2 separate regions of the Sus scrofa genome follow, and region 1 is linked to region 2. The links are chromatin contacts, called in public Hi-C maps. All regions are on one chromosome and are shown on one strand. Each heading gives the region's core, a stretch centred on a gene start, on an enhancer-like site or on the middle of the called end of the contact. The rest is flanking DNA. Distances are from core to core; before and after follow the strand shown.

Evidence for each region. Hi-C and Micro-C count contacts between places; a contact is called where the count stands out from the background.
Region 1: a Hi-C map of heart right ventricle shows a contact between it and region 2, with 2.9 times the contacts expected there. The contact joins two enhancer-like sites. A contact is called at or near these places in 3 of 47 Hi-C or Micro-C datasets (embryonic fibroblasts, fetal heart ventricle and heart right ventricle).

The regions. Positions count from the first base shown.
Region 1 is chr6:112,386,750-112,390,980 of Sscrofa11.1, forward strand. No RefSeq gene overlaps it. Among named protein-coding and RNA genes, the nearest start is that of CDH2, 240 kb to the right of the region's middle. Within about 2 kb of position 1,967, at least 3 of the 83 cell types and tissues checked have an H3K27ac peak or open chromatin away from gene starts, as enhancers often do.
Region 2 is chr6:112,322,946-112,326,992 of Sscrofa11.1, forward strand. No RefSeq gene overlaps it. Among named protein-coding and RNA genes, the nearest start is that of CDH2, 300 kb to the right of the region's middle. Within about 2 kb of position 1,481, at least 2 of the 83 cell types and tissues checked have an H3K27ac peak or open chromatin away from gene starts, as enhancers often do.

The sequences.
Region 1 (4,231 bases), core at 717-3,216, 64 kb after region 2:
TCTTTCCCAGAGAACTAGTGTAGTTTAGTTAGAATTATGATTTGACAATAGATGAATCAACTTAACATGCAAAAAATAGTAAAAGACAGTATATGTCAAAGGAATTATTTTGTTACACCATTTCATTTTATTTTACCATTAGGAAGTCAATAGTTATAATAAATTATTTGAGAAAAATAAAAAGTATTAAGCAAATGAATGCTGAAACAAAAGAACAGACTAATAGCTCTATCTCTGTCCTGTCTGTGTTGTGACATCTGTAAATTCTGGGATAGCTGGCTACTAGCTTTCAGTACACAAGAAAGGTACATTTTGAAGCTTCAATCTAAGTAGTGTTTTTTTGATTATATATGTGCTGTTCACTTTTCCAAGTTATGAATTTAATATTAGAGACCTAACATTTATACTGTCCTTCACAGTTTATAAAATATCTTCAGTTCAATTATCTCATTTGACATTCTCCAGTTGTGCTGAGTGATTTAATAAACTGGGTGATACTGGCATTAAGTTCTTGTACAGAATGTAATCGTGATTAAGAAAAAGCAATTTGATATATTTGCCTCTATGCCCTGTACATCCAGTTATTAAGGCTTAATGTTGCATGATGACCTAATTTTTGAAAGATTCCTATACATGCAGTCAAAGAGTTTAAGAGGAATGGTACTATTAAGGAGGAAAATATTAGAACGTGGATTTAGAATTAGGTGAGCCAAGCTAAAAGAGATAATTCTACTCACATAGCAGAGTTATTAAGTCTGCATTTTTCATGCCCAAGTCCACAAGGAAAATCTCCAAAGTAATAAAGTTTGATCTCTTTAGGATCTATCATTTCCAGGCAATTTAATCAATTTTTAGAATTTCTGTAGTTCCAAGTTTCCTGGATATACTTGGATGTTCTTAATCTTGGTGATTAAGGAAGGAGAGTTGACAGGTATTGAAGCACTCTGGTCACTGTGGTTTGGAATCATGGACTGCTTTGCTTCAATGAACTTGATTAGTAGAGCCAAAGGCATTATATGAAACCTATTTAATACTGCTTTTAATAATGGTAACAGAGTTTAAAACATAGACTGCAGAAAACTAACACAGAGATTTTCTTCACCTTAAAGAGGAAAGTGAAATCTTTTATCAAGGTTAAGTGTTTATGTTGAAAAGGCAAAGAGCATATATGTATTATAGAATCTTAAAGTTCTAATGAAAGTTCCAGTCGAACCTTATCAGTAATTTTTGAGAAAATAAGAGATGACATTGAAAGTTAAAGTGAAAAAGTTTTTTGAGAGGGAAAGCATTTTCTTCTTTTGTAAATTATAAAAGAACATGGGTATGTAGCTAAAGATGACTGTGTCTTAATGACAATAGCTAACAATAGCTAAATTTCATGGCCTGTTTACTATGACCCAGGTGGCAGGTGTTGTCATCCCAACAGCCCTGTGATGTACCCCTGTTTTACAGACAAAGACACTAAGACACCAAACGAATGATCAGACAGTATGACACCATTAAAGGGCAGAGGCAGGATCTGAACCCAGGGAGAAACACGCTGACCTGTGCCTTCTGGGAAAGTTTACTTTCTCTTCCAGGCACTTGAGGTTGTTGCAGTGCTCTGGCAGGCCGAAGGTTAGTATATTGGAAAAACAGACTAGCTACATTGGGTAAAGGAACAGAATCAAAGATTCATCTTTCTTAGTCGAGAAGAAAATGAGTTTCTGCCAGCAGACTAAATGTTCCCCCAGAGCCTTAGAAATGTTACTTTGATTTCCAGAATTGTTCAGCTTACAACTTGAAAATGAAACGTTTGGGCCAGAGATGGCAGGCGGGTCTCTGTCAATGAATGAGAGACACCATTGATAGTGGCTGGGAATGGAAGGATGCTTCCAGCGGCTTTCCAGGCCCTGGGTCAACAGGGCACAGTGCTGTCTGCCTGGGACTGGGAAAGGGATGGATGAGTAAGAATGCTAGGAATGTACCAGTCTTGGTGCCAACAGTCAGGGAAAAGGACTTGGTGAGTATAAGGAATGATTAAAGCATTCCCCTCTCATTGGGGGTCTCCAATTCCCCTCCCTCCCACATAAATCTTTACCAATATTCTCAGTGTTTCATAGGATATGTTTCCTTATAAAATATACCACTTATTTTTAAAATTTATGTTGAACTAATTTAAAATTTTAACTGAGGTATGTAAATTAAAGATACTCGACTCTCGGCATCCCCAAACGACAGTCCTGTGTGGTGTACCTAACGTATCAAGGACAGCATGCATTAGTGCGTCTTTTCCTTTGTTCACTCAGCCCTGTGTTTTTTCACTCAGTGCCTGCTCCCGCCGCCAAGTGATAGAGATAGTGTGAGTTCAGGAGCCAGACGGTTGGGCTTAACTCTTGGCTCTGGCACTTACTAGCTGAGTGTTAGTGGACAAGCCTCGTAACTTCTGCTCTGGCTTCTCCATCTATAGAAAGCGGGGAAAGTAAAAGCAACTTTATATGCCTTAATATGTGTTTTGTAGATACCAAGACATTCTGACGCTAGCGTTTTACTGTTGTTACCAAAGGCGTCAGTGCAGAGTTTCCACACAACTGTAATGGAGCAGGATCCTATGGGGCCTTCGTGGGACAGACGCCCCCCGCAACCCCCAAAACCACCATGTCCTCTGCCTGCCTCTTTTTTTTTTTTTCTTTTTTTTTTGTCTTTTTGCCATTTCTTGGGTCGCTTCTGCGGCATATGGAGGTTCCCAGGCCAGGGGTCCAGTTGGAGCTGTAGCTACCGGCCTACGCCACAGCCACAGCAATGCAGGAATCTGAGCCGTGTCTGCAACCTACACCACAGCTTACGGCAACGCCGGATCCCTAACCCACTGAGCAAGGCCAGGGATCGAACCCGCAACCTCATGGTTCCTAGTCAGATTTGTTAACCACTGTGGCATATGGAAGTTCCTGGGCAAGGGGTTCAATTGGAGCTGCAAGTGCAAGCCTACGCCACAACCATGGCAACAGCAGATCCAAGCTGCATCTTCAACCTACAAAGCAGCTTGTAGCAATGCCAGATCATTAACCCACTGAGCGAGGTCAGGGATTGAACCTGTATCCTCCCAGACACTAAGTCAGGTTCTTAACCTGTTGAGCCACAACGGAAACTCTTATTTAATTTCTGAGCCAACCTGGAGAGTGGGGAGTTGGTTCTTTGGGATGAGTTCACCTTCTTCCGCCCAGGATTGCTGGCTTCCTCAATAGTTACAGCATAGCTCCACCAGGCTGGGACTCACTCAATAATTGTATGATGCTTTGTGATCTTAAAATTGTTCATTGTGAGGGGGAAAAAAAAAGCGATGTCTATTAACAGCGATGAAATAGGGTAATTACTCTAAGGATTTAATGAGCCAGTATGCCAAGTGACTAGAGTACTGTCTTTTCACATAAAAAGAACTCAGTATTGTTAAAATTTATCCCTGTCGTTGAGTGTGTATGTGTTTATGGGTATATTTGAGCAACAAACACATTTAGTTCAATATAATCTATGAGGCTATATTTTCTCCAAACACAAAAGAAGTCAACTTCAATTTATGTTTATGCGAGGCCTGGGAAGATAGGCCATTGCTTCAGTTTGAATTACTCTGAAGGTCACAGAAATCCTCGTGCATCATATGAAGTAAGTATAGAAGGTGAAAAAGCCCTGGGGCAAAGGAAGACGTTTCTTTCAGTCTGGTTCTTGATACTTTTATTGATACTCAACATCAAGGTGGAGTTAAAACAGGAAGATTTAAAAAATAATCTTGCAAAACAAAAAAAAAACATAATAAAAATAGTCTCAAGTAGCCCCTCCAAATATAGAAACCATTTAAAATTCAAACAGAAAAATTAGAAGATATTCTCATCCAAACCAGTCATATTTCTCTTTTGACTCAGATGTTGCTACAGTAAATGTCTTTACCACACGCAGCCAAAAACTCTATTAGAAAAAAGCAGCAAATTGTAAATCGAACCAGGCAAATTGTCTTTGCCACAAAGTAGAACCTGAACAAATAAACTACCACTGATATATATGGTAACGTACAAGATAAAGATAACATTCTTAAACTTGGGGCTTTTTATTCAAAGTATGTTAGTTGCAGAAAAAGATAAAGAAACAAATTACTGTAGAAGCTGACTGGTATCCGTTTAGTAATTAAGTTCACCATGCATTCCTGAACACAAAAATACTTTTAAGAATTATCCTCAAGGTCAACATGTCCAAATCTTTA
Region 2 (4,047 bases), core at 231-2,730:
ACTGTTTTTATTTGTTTGTTTTTAGGGCCACACCTGCGGCATATGGAATTTCCCAGACTAGGGGTCAAATTGGAGCTGCAGCTGCCAGCCTGTGCCACAGCAGCGCTGGATCTGAGCCATGTCTGCAACCTACAGCACAGCTCAGGGCAACACCGCATCCTTAACCCACTGAGTGAGGCCAGGGATCAAACCTATGCCCTCATGGATACTAGTCAGGTTCATTACCACTGAGCCATGACAGGAACACCTTTGGTACTGTTGAAAAGTCTAACATCGATTTAATTGTTGTTTCTTTGTGGGTAACTTTTTTGTCCTCTTTGGCTGATTTTAAGATCTTCCCTTTTGTTGATAATTGGCAATATTCAAAGATAAGGGTTTTTTTCCCTCTCTTTCTCTCTCTCTCCCCATTCCTCCCTCCATCCCTTCCTTCCTTCCTTCCTTGGGTGTGGTTTCCTTAATCTGCAGGATCATGTCTTTCATTAGGTTTAGAAATTTTTCAGCTATTATCTTTTCAAATATTGATTTAGCCATATTCTTTCTGTTATTATTCCTGCTGTTCAGAGAGGTATTTTCTCTCTTTGTCTCACTGGGTCACATTTTTCAAATCTATCTTCTATTTCCTTGCTCCTCAAAGAATGGGCATCACCTGAGAGCTTAGTAAAAATGCAAGCTTTTGGGTCCCACTTCAGGCCTACAGAATCAGAATATGTTTTTTAACAAGTCTCCTGGGTGAGTGCCATATACATTGAAGGCTGAGAATCATGGCTCTGATTCACTAATTCTTTCTCCAGGTGATAAATGCTTACTACATTTATCAACATTATCATTGCAGTGATTACATTGTTTACAGATTTCTATTGGTTCTTTTTCAGACTTTCCTGGTCCTTCTTTTTCCTTTGTCCTGATTTTTACTCCCTTTTAATTTTTTTTTAAACATTTAAAAAATTCTATATTTCTGTGTGCTTTATTCTAGCACCTCAAGTCCTTAGGGACTACAGTGCCTCATTTCTGGTCCAAATGACTTAGGGCTGTGCATTTATATTTGAATGATATGAATCTGTGGATTTGGAGGCACTGGCTTGATAGCTTGTTCTTCCAGTGTCAATTTGAGTTCCACCAACTGCCCTCAGGCATGACAGTTTGAGTCCACTTGAAATTACTTTCTTATCTTGAGATTCTTCCATAATACCCAAACAGGGTAATGTAATCTCCCAAGTTGTGTGAGGAGCCCATGCCTGATTACAAATCCTTTGGTTCATACAAATATCTCTTTGCCAGGAGGCAAAGTTTTTTCCAACCAACTGCTCACAGAGGATGGGACCCTATGAAGGGCTTAGCTTTGTGCCAGGTCTCATTTATAACTCCTACCTTGAAAAGTTCCAAAATCTTATCTCCTGGCCTTACCAGCTGGCAATGCCAATTACTGTAAGTCCCTCATGCAGACAAATACACTCAGGGCAGCTCTAGCTTTGCTTGTCACTCTGGTCCACAGCTCATTCAGCTTTTGCCCTGGGATTTATCTTAATTTCTCCAGAGCCCAGGTTCAGGAGGGGGAAAGAGGAGAGGAAGAAGTGAGAGGTAGAGCAAAAGAGGAAGGATAGGAGAAATGAGAGGAGAAGGAGAATGAGGGAGGGAGATAAAGGAGAAGAGTGTGAAGAAGGGAAAAGAAAGAAAGAAAAAAGGAAGAAGAGCAAAAGAAGGAGGAGCATTTATGCACCCAGCATCAGTTATTTTGTAGTTTACAATTTTCCATTTTTATCATATTGCCAAAAACTTGGCAGGAACCCTCCATTACATTGAATTTGTCATTAGACCACATGGTCTTTTACCTCTGGGCCTTCATTCATGACTATTTAACTTCCTCAGTGCTCCTTCACCTGGTTTCTAAAGGCTTTCAGGCATTCATAATAACAATGGCTTGATCAATAAATAGCTCATCTGACTAGAATCTGGAGATAAACAAGCAAGCAGGCCAGTGATGTCAGGGCGTGTGGCCTTCCCCCGGCCACTGGATGGCTGGAACACTCCTGTCACAAGACCTGACACCAGTCAGTGTCCCAGACAAGAAAGATAAGCAGAGGCTAACACTTCCCCTCCTCTTTGTTGGCCCAACCAGCAGATTTCCCTTTCTGTCTTATCAATCAGAACCTTCTCAAGTCTTCCTGGCTTCAGGAAAACAAGTGAGTGCCCCTGAGAGTGTGGCACTGCCCGACTTACCCTACATGGCCTTATCTTCCCTGCTTTCAAAGCAGCCCCACCTACCACCTGAGCAAAAAAGTGGGATTCACTTACAAAAGCAGGGAACAATGTCGTTCTCATCCTGGAAGCTCATTGTGGTCTTTGCTAAAAAGTTACTCTTCCCAAATACACAGGTCTCCTGTGACACTCTCTCCTCAGAGCACTAAATTCGGCTCCCTTGTAACTTGCTTATGGAATCTTATTCTTACCCTCTTGTAACACTCCTCACACTTGACATTATTTGTGTCATGTCCACCTTCCATGCCATATTGTAAACGCTAAGAGGGCAGAGGTCATGACTGTTTTTGTTCAATACTTAATCCACATACTGAATGATAAACATATATTTGTTGGGGAGGGGGGGAAGAAAAACAATAAAAGCAAAATAGAGTAGGTCTCTACCCATAGTTTTATTCCCAAACTTTCCTCTGAGGATCAGACCCAATTGTACAATATGCTACTACACATTTCCACTGAGAGATCTTAACATAGCCCTAAAATAAAGCTCTTTTCTAGTGGAGTATGATTTTATGGTGGGGTTAGCTTCTGAAGTGAACACAGAAGCCACAATCAAATATAGATAAAAGTGCCCTTAGGAATACATAAAGCACGGTAATATTCAGAGACACTGTCTCTCAAGACCAACACAACAGCTAGGGCTTACTATGAAACTTTTCACAAAGCAGGTACCGTAAACAATGATCATTTATTGAATATATGAACTGATAGTTTTGGGTGTGGTCCAGATAGCAGGGTAAACCAGAGAAAAATAATTATATTGTCCAAAGGGTAGCATTCCAAATTCCTCATGCCCTCTAATCATGCCTGTCTAGAAAACACTGTCATCAGATCTGAAATGCTGATTTACATCCTAATTATGCAGTTACTAAGCCCAACACCACAACATGGGTATTTCTAGTTTTTTTTGTTTGGACCTAAAGGATACATTTCCCCATTAAACAATTAGAAATGCAAACCACCACGGTGAAACTGCTTCCAGACAAACAGACCCGGAAACAACCCATCATTTTGGAGACTTGTATTTAACTGTGAATGTTGTCTTCTATTACTGGAAGCCACTTAAGGATCCTTTAAAGTGGTCACTTAAGAGGGTATTTCCTTTTAGAGACAACTCTGTGACTCCTGACTTCTTAAGGTTCTCTTAAAAGACAGACCAAAACTTTAGACAGACCAAAGCTTTAGTGTTTTCCTGGTTATGACATAGGAGATATGACAGTTCATTTTTGTCAAGAAGACCACATGGTATTCATTCAAAATTACCAATTTAATCTGATTATTTTTCTATCACAATTCATGGAATTCTTTCACTCAGTAGATTTTTGCACTGGCCCAGTTCCAGGCACCGGGTCTAGGGAGATAAAAAAGAATAAGTGGGCATAAGAGTATATCACTCTCTGGCAGGGAAAAAAAAAAAAATAACCATTTAGATTATAACAGCACACCATCACCATGAAAGAAGGAATTTTTCCTTTCTTTCCCTGGTTCTACATTCATCTTAAGGCATTTCTTCCATAAAATGTCTATCCTGAATCATGGCTAAGAGACAAATGAGGACCATTTTCAGGCTTGCCATGTAAGGATGCTGTGGTTGTACACTGTGCAAAGGTGTGACTTCTAGGGAGGCCATTCTCATTGCGGACATATCTTGACAAGGGCATACATGGAGGCTGAGTCCCAAGTGTATTCAGGGGTGTTTCCAGTCATTTCTTTAACATGCTTCTTCTTGGGAAGCCTAATTCCTAGTTAGACTCAAACCTAACATGGTTGTTTCTCCTGGGAGTAGGCTCA